Regions from separate parts of the Mus musculus genome. Here region 1 is linked to region 2. Evidence: chromatin contacts called from public ChIA-PET data. All regions are on one chromosome and are shown on one strand. The core of a region is the stretch at or near the end of the contact, and the rest is flanking DNA. Distances in the headings are between cores, read along the strand shown.

The links. ChIA-PET counts read pairs in DNA pulled down with a chosen protein or histone mark.
Region 1: an RNA polymerase II ChIA-PET map of memory CD8 T cells shows a contact between it and region 2, with 11 read pairs. The contact joins the promoter of Dntt here to the promoter of Entpd1 in region 2. A contact is called at or near these places in 1 of 484 Hi-C or Micro-C datasets (LSK cells), 2 of 115 datasets of contacts at active chromatin or transcription factors (bone marrow-derived macrophages and memory CD8 T cells) and 1 of 9 other capture datasets (embryonic stem cells).

Annotation. Positions count from the first base shown.
Region 1 is chr19:41,027,570-41,031,370 of GRCm38.p6, reverse strand. Dntt (deoxynucleotidyltransferase, terminal) reads right to left here and starts at 2,096. Exons shown (of 11, transcript NM_001043228.1): 1 at 1,730-2,096. The coding sequence starts at 1,932.
Region 2 is chr19:40,657,803-40,661,296 of GRCm38.p6, reverse strand. Entpd1 (ectonucleoside triphosphate diphosphohydrolase 1) reads right to left here and starts at 1,527. Exons shown (of 10, transcript NM_009848.4): 1 at 1,397-1,527. The coding sequence starts at 1,412.

The sequences.
Region 1 (3,801 bases), core at 847-3,346, 370 kb before region 2:
ACAGTAATTAATGACTCTTTATCTGGGCACAGAAATTCTGTTATCGTCGGGGCTTCTGCTTCCTGTGATTCATCTTCCTCCTACAGCACGCGCGCGCACACACACACACACACACACGTTGAAAGTGTCTGTGCTCTCCGCCTGAGAACTTTGCTCCATCCTGAGCACAGCAGCGGCTTGCTCACCCATTTCCTGTCTCCCCAGCAGCAGGCATAGCTCTGGCTGCTGGCATCTGGGGCACCACTCTGATTCACCTCTCCAGCAAAGATACTTGCTTCGTGATCATCATCACCCCTGACACTTGCCTCGGCTCATTTGCTCCATTGGTGACTCAGTCCATGGGCCTCCAACAGATGTATGGACCTTTTATCAGAGAGCTTTCTGAGTGAGTGGCACCCTGCCTGATGGCTCTCCCTTTCCTGACTGGTCCCTGTTCAGTTCCTTTACCATGAAAAGCATCTTGGTAGCTGCTAAAACTTTTGATTTCTGTTTTTAACTTTCTCTTTGAAGATGTTTTTTCTGTTTTATCCCTCCCCCTTTACCTATCTAATCTCTTTCTCTTTTAAAGCTAACACTGTACATAAGGCTAACAGATTAGTTATACTCAAAAACGAGTTGAAATATTGGATTGTGTGAAAAGAACATCAAGGAATGAAGTTGAGAGTGGCTGTGATGACTTAAAACAAAAAATAGGAGACCATGTGACAAAGACTCAGAAAAGAGAGAAGCCCAGAACCTCAGGAATTTTTGATTGGGGACATTTTAGCAAAAAATCTAAAAAGATCCCCTCAGCTGGGCATGTGGAGTGTGAAATTCCTGAGTACTGACCTTGGAAATGTGTCTCCTCAATGTCTCCAAAGCCAGCATTTCATCAGCAAGAAACGTTTGGCAATTTTCTTTTAAATTCAAAGACTTTCCAAAATCCCAAGTGTAAAAGTCAGATCATCTCTGACACGGTATGTTCAGCACCCCTCCCAACTTGCATGGCTGAAGGCAGTGAACTGAGTGCCCCCCCACTCCCACTGTAACCCCAACACTTCTGTCTGCAGCCGTCAGGCACACCAGGGCCTTTTACTGGGACTTTCTGAATCGCTTTGATTCTTTTCATTGGGTCAAGAGAGTGAACGTACACAATAGTCAGCAAAACAATGATAATTGGTGCTTACTGAACGAGTGCAGATGGTAGCTTCAATCACCTCCCTGCCTAGACTCTGATCATAGCACACTGGGGTGCCATCTGTCACCCCTAGACAAACATCTTTAACCAGCATCTCTTCCTGAAGCCCACTTGGACCACCCTTTGGAAAACCATCACCAAGGCCAGTAAGGTACCTGTGGTGACTCACCTCAGCCTAGCCCACCATAGACCCTTAGCAGAGCAGGTGTGTATAAGTCAGAGCCAGACAATCAGAACACCCTCCCTGCTCCAAAGTAGCAATGTAAAAAATTGAACCCAATGGTGTTGGTTCAGTTTGGTACAGAATGGAATCGAGTGGTTTCTATGTGGTTCTCTGACTAGTTTTCTGGTTATCACTCCTGGATACTTAATCTCAGAGTCAGTCATGGGAAGCCATATTTTTTTTTAAAAATATTATTTTTTGGTACCAATTAGTTTCTATATAATCTCATTTAGTCCCCACTCATCTCCCTTAGCCAACTGGCCCCTTGGGTCCCTTGGGGACGTCCTCAGGGCTCCTGCATGCTTGCAAAGTGACCAGGGCTGTCCTACCTGAGCTCATTTTCCACCCTGAACCCTTTCCTTCGGGCCAGCTCCATGAGGAAGGCTCTTCGAGTTGTTCCCATCTTCTTTTCCAAAATGAAGAGGACCAAGTCTCGAAATCGGATGTCATAAGGCGTGGAAGCCACTGGGGTGCCCAGCTGCCTGGGTCTTTTCTTCCGAGGACCCAGGTGGACTGCTTGCAGTGGATCCATGGAAGCAGACAGTCTAGCTCTGTCTGTACCATCAGGTGGTGTCTCCAGAATGAGGGCTCTGATGTCCTCTCACCAGCAAACCCATAGGTACCACCCTGGTGACAACTTCCTGCTGAAGGAATGTCTCACTCTGATCAGGTCCTTTCTCCCAAAATGGAGCTCTTGACAGAAAGAACAGTGAACTTGGGTTTTCATACACTTGATCTCTGCAGTACCTCAGAATAAACTTATGAAGAAAGGGGGACCTCGCCACTGGTTGAGTACTGTTATTTATCTTTAGACATGTTCAAACCCTTTAGGTTGCATTTTAAAAGCCATTTTTTAAAAAATGTATTACATTTGCTTACTGCGCAAGGGGGCATGTGTGTGCATGCCATGACATCAGTGTGGCAGTCAGAGGCATCTTTCCCCCTCCACCGTTGTAGGTCCCAGGAATCAAACGTGGGTTGTCAGTCTTGGTAGCAAGCTTCTATCATCACCACTTAGTCATCTAACTGCTCCTGCTGACTTTATTCATTGATTCCTGCTTTACTCTAGCTCACTTCTATTCTTTCTCTCGGACCTACGTTATGGTACACTGGATGTCTGTAATTGGCACAGATGTGTTACATACAGCTGTTGTGATTTCACGTGAATGCCACCTGAATTTCTCACTCTGCTGGTTGCTTTTTTTTTTTTAATTTTTTTTTATTTTATGTGCATTGGTGTTGGAAGGTGTCAGATTCCCTGGAACTGGAATTGCAGACAGTTGTAAGCTGCCACATGGTTGCTGAGACTTGAACTCTGGCCTGCTGGAAGAGCAGTTAGTGCTCCTAACCACTGAGCTATCTCTCCTGGCCCCATGGTCACTTTTTTCCCAACAAGCCCATAACTGTGATTTTCCTGGCTCTGTCTACTCTGCTGCTTTAGTTACTATCGTTTTGCAGTGGGCACAGGACCACAGGCTCCCGTGTGTGAGCACATTTTATAGAAAGCTAAGGTTCAGACACTGCAGATCACAGAGTATGGGGCAAATGAGATCATGAATGCAGTTCTTCAGACTTCAACCGTGATGCAACTTAGTTTGTTTTTGGTTTCTATTTTTTCAGTGCACTAAGTTTCCAGAGAGTGGTCGCTACATAACTAACATAGGTCTCTGAGACGAGATGAGTTTTGGAGAAGAGTCATGGGCATGGAGTTAGGGACATTTTCACAGCCCTGTGCAAAATGAAAATTTCATCTTTAGTTAATATTACTTAGTAGGTCTCACTTCTGGAACACCTACTACAGGACCTAGGCAAGACCTCAAAACCTTTGCTGACTGAATTCTTATAAGACCATACTGCCAGCTAGATACCCATATAATACGGGGGGGGGGGGTTGTCAGTGCCCACAAAGTACCATACAGGCAGCGAGATGCAGCAGAGAAGATCCTCAGCCCCGCAAGCAACTTGCTCAAAGTCACAGAACAAATCAGTAGCCACCACTAAGAAATGGCTGAGTCAGGACTCGGAGTCAGGTTTGTCTGACTCCAAAATGTATATACTCTTGGGGCCGGTGAGATGGCTCAGTGAGTAAAGGAGCTTGCTGCCCATCCTCGAAACTTTGTGTTTCACCACAGCAGCTAGCACAGTGGAACGTGAAACTGATTCACACAAGTTGTCTTTTGATCTCCATAGAAGTACCAGGGCGCGTATGTGTGTGGGTGTGTGGGTGTGTGTGCGCGCACGTGCACACACACATGCACACATAAACTAAAAAATCAAAATTAAAAATGTATGCTCTTAACCAGACTGGTAGTACAATGCCTTTAATCCCAGCACTTAGGAGGCAGAGGTAGGAAGATCTCTGTGAGTTCAAGGTCAGCCTGGTCTATAGAGTCAGTTCCAG
Region 2 (3,494 bases), core at 278-2,777:
GACACATGTTCAGAAGAGAAACCAGAAGTAGAAGAACTCTAGTTAGATGTAAGACTTTTTGACACCTAGACAGACGTTTGATTCATAGGCTCTAACCCCTCCAAGCCTCAGACCCTCTCTTTCGTAAAAGACCATACAGAATAACAATGTCTGCCTCTCTCCCAGAAGGAATGACCATTAACACCAACTGAGATTGGTGGTGTAGACTTCACGAAAAAATACAAGTTCCTGCATAGACTAGATTTCATCTCCTCCCCACGAGCTTCAGAGACCCACAAGTCTAGCATCCAGTGGTCCAAGCTTCCGTCTTCCTAAGTAGCCTTGCCTGCGTCTACAGTTGCCACTTCCTAATTACAGGATCCCAAGGTGAGTTCTGCTCTTAGTTCCAGCACTGAATCCTCCAGGAAGTGGAGGTGATAGGGACAACACTTACCTTATATGGCTGATGAGAGGGAAGCTGAGCGGCACGTATGGGGAAAGGAGCACAGGTCCCAGCACACAGTAAATAAAACCTTAGGAAGCCCACACAGCTTTGGTCTGCTCTACGTGGGAAGAAATCTGTTTGCTAGTTCTCTAGTCCCTCTGCATCCTACGTGATAGAAATCTGTGAGCCTGTGAGAAGCTGGCGGTGCGATGAAGTAGGTTCGCGACCCTACATTCCCCCTTTGTTCCTGGCTCCCAAGGACTGGCAAGCAGCTAGCTCTCGGTCCTGGCAGAAAATGCCCAAAAGAGGTAAAAGGCAGAGACTGCACACCATTTGTGCAAACCAGTCTGCCCTTGCAGTTTCGTAGGCAAAAATCTAACATGGTCAGTTCGATCTGACCTGCTCTTTTAAGAGAACTCTTCCTTTCTTCCCTCCACCCCTTTCTCCCTCTCAGGGACAAGCACACTCCCCCACACAGCTTACAGCATTTTTACAACACGCACTCTGGGGTCCTGTTGTGACAGCCTCTTGCCACATTAACTTGCCTGTCCAACTCCCAGCAGAGAAGGAGCGAGAGTCTTTGCTAATGTCCCAGCAGGAAATTCGAACAAAACAAATCTACACGCAGAACCCAACATCTGCAAGCCAGGGACCCAAACCGACACTAGATGACTCCAGACCGTAGATGAAGCAGCTGCCTCTTTAGGTACAGAGGACTGGAAAAACAGTCACTTGCCGCTTAAAAAAACCACATCTGCATACCAATTAATTATGAATATTCATCGACTTCAGCCTACTCCAGGGCACTACAACCCTGAGCTCTGTCTGTTTCCCAAAGCTTTTTCTGCCTCGCTCAGGAGACAGGGAGAGTTCATTCAGGCTCTTTGCCTTTGGTTCTTTCAAGTACTCTCTTTGGGTCTGGGCTTTTTTTTTCCCCCTGAAGGGTTTGGATCAAATCAGTTCTGGTCTTACCCTTTATATCTTCCATAAGGGGCAGCTTTTTGTTTCCTTCCTCTTCCCTCGTCTGTCTTGGGTGTTTTTTGTTTTTGCTGTCTCTGCTTGCTGTGGTGGCTTTCTGCGAGAGAGGTACTCACGGTTCAGAGATATAACAGACCCTAGGGCTTGTGGGAGGGGCTAAATTAGCCAGCCCGGTTTCGGAAGGAACCTCAAGCCCGATGTCTTTTTCATTGACTAGAAATACAGATTGGGAGAGGAGCCGGCCAGCTCATTTCCCCTAGTTACTCGAAAGCTCACCGGGTTGTAATTTCTTTTTTCTAGGCTTGACGTAGTATGTGTTCAAAACTCACTCTCTCCTTCCCCTTCCTTCCTCTTTTCCTCCGTTATAGATCTCTCACCCCCTCTGTTACAGAAAATCTACTTTTATCCCTTGAAAAAGACATTTCTACTACTACCAAAAAAAAAAAAAAAAAAAAAAAAGAAGAAAAGAAAAGAAAAGAGAAAGAAAAAAGAGGAAAAAGCTCCAAGCCTTGCAACTATAATGTTGGTAGCCTTGAGACTCAACACCTGTGAGAGGAAGAGCTGCTCTTCCTACCACATAGAGCTGACCCCTTCCCAGTCCCTGATGAGCAATCACTCCTCAGTCTCATTGGAGAAGAATGCAGGCACTGGGGGAAGCTGCAGGCAAAGCCACACAGTTGTCCGGAAAGCCTTATGGGACCACTGAGCAAATTGCTCACTGGGTACCTCTTGCCAGCTGTGAAATGACAAACGTCATCCACTTTTCTCCAGCTTTGACTTCCTACCTCCAAAGCCCTAGGTACAGGGGTAGCCACGCCCAGGCTTCCGTAAGGTGACCCAAATGCAGGTGAAGTGTGAACTTGTTTTGAAATGAAGAGGTCTGAAGTGTGGGCTGGCCCTCAGGGAGGACGGTGTAAGTCCTCAGATCCCAAAGCCACTTGGACAGCTTCTCCTTAAAAAGCTGCTTGTAATCTTAGTTGTGAGGTTTGAAAGAGACCTGCGGAGTCCCATCAACCCAAGATGACAGCAAGAAAAACGAAGCCACCTGCCCCTATTTGCATGCTACAAGGCATGGAGACGACCCCTCCTGTTTACCACCTCACTTCCAACGACAGATTCTTCCACAGTGCTCACACACAGTACTCAGTAAACCCCAAGTGAGTTCATGAATGAACAGCCAGCCACATTGCCCGACTATAGATCCAGCCTTCTGATTCCTAGTTCATGGAGGTTTTGTCGTTATTTGTTTGTTTGTTTTTCTGTATTTCCTTTATAGCAGAGAATTCGTGTCTGGAGCTAATTTTACCGTTAGACATAGTTCTTCCCCAAATCATTTATTTAGTGACCACTTAAGGTTGCTTTGAAGGAAATGTGTTCTCTGCTACACTTTCGTGTATTTGTAAAGGGGCGGGGCTCAGTTTTCAGTTTAGATGTCTGCTCCCTTGCACAATGCAGTGCCTGCCACACAGAACGTGCTCAGTGAATTCTGGATACTTTGATAAATCAGAACTATATAGCAAGACTTTCTGTATCTTACTTAATGGTGCATAACTATAGGAGTTTGCATTTAGAAGAATAATTAATCACACTAAATGAAAACTCTAATAAATGCCTTCTCTAGAACCAGTTTAAACTGCATTTCTAATCATGAATATTGGTTTGATATTGTCCTATGATAATAACATTGTTTTAAGTGACATAATGAGATATTTGCAAATATCAGCAATCTTTGTGGCTTTGTGACTGCATGTGTGCTCTATAAAAAATATGAAGTTCAGGCCTGGAGAGATGGCTCAGTGCTTGTGGAGCCTGGTAGCCTGAATCCAATCTTCAGAATCCTTGGTAGATGGAAGGAGAGGACAGACTCCCACCAGCTGTCCTGTGACCTCGATACATGCTCCCCAAATACACATACCCTTCTCCCACCCTCCCACACATAATTTGTTTTTAAAAACTGAAGGTCATCTGAATTGAATACATAGTAATAGAAGCAGCCTTTCATAACAAACTAACTCATCCTACACAAATCTCCTGACAGGAGTTAATGGTTCTGATGGTGGAGTGCTGTGTGCTGTTTAATCCTATTGCTCTG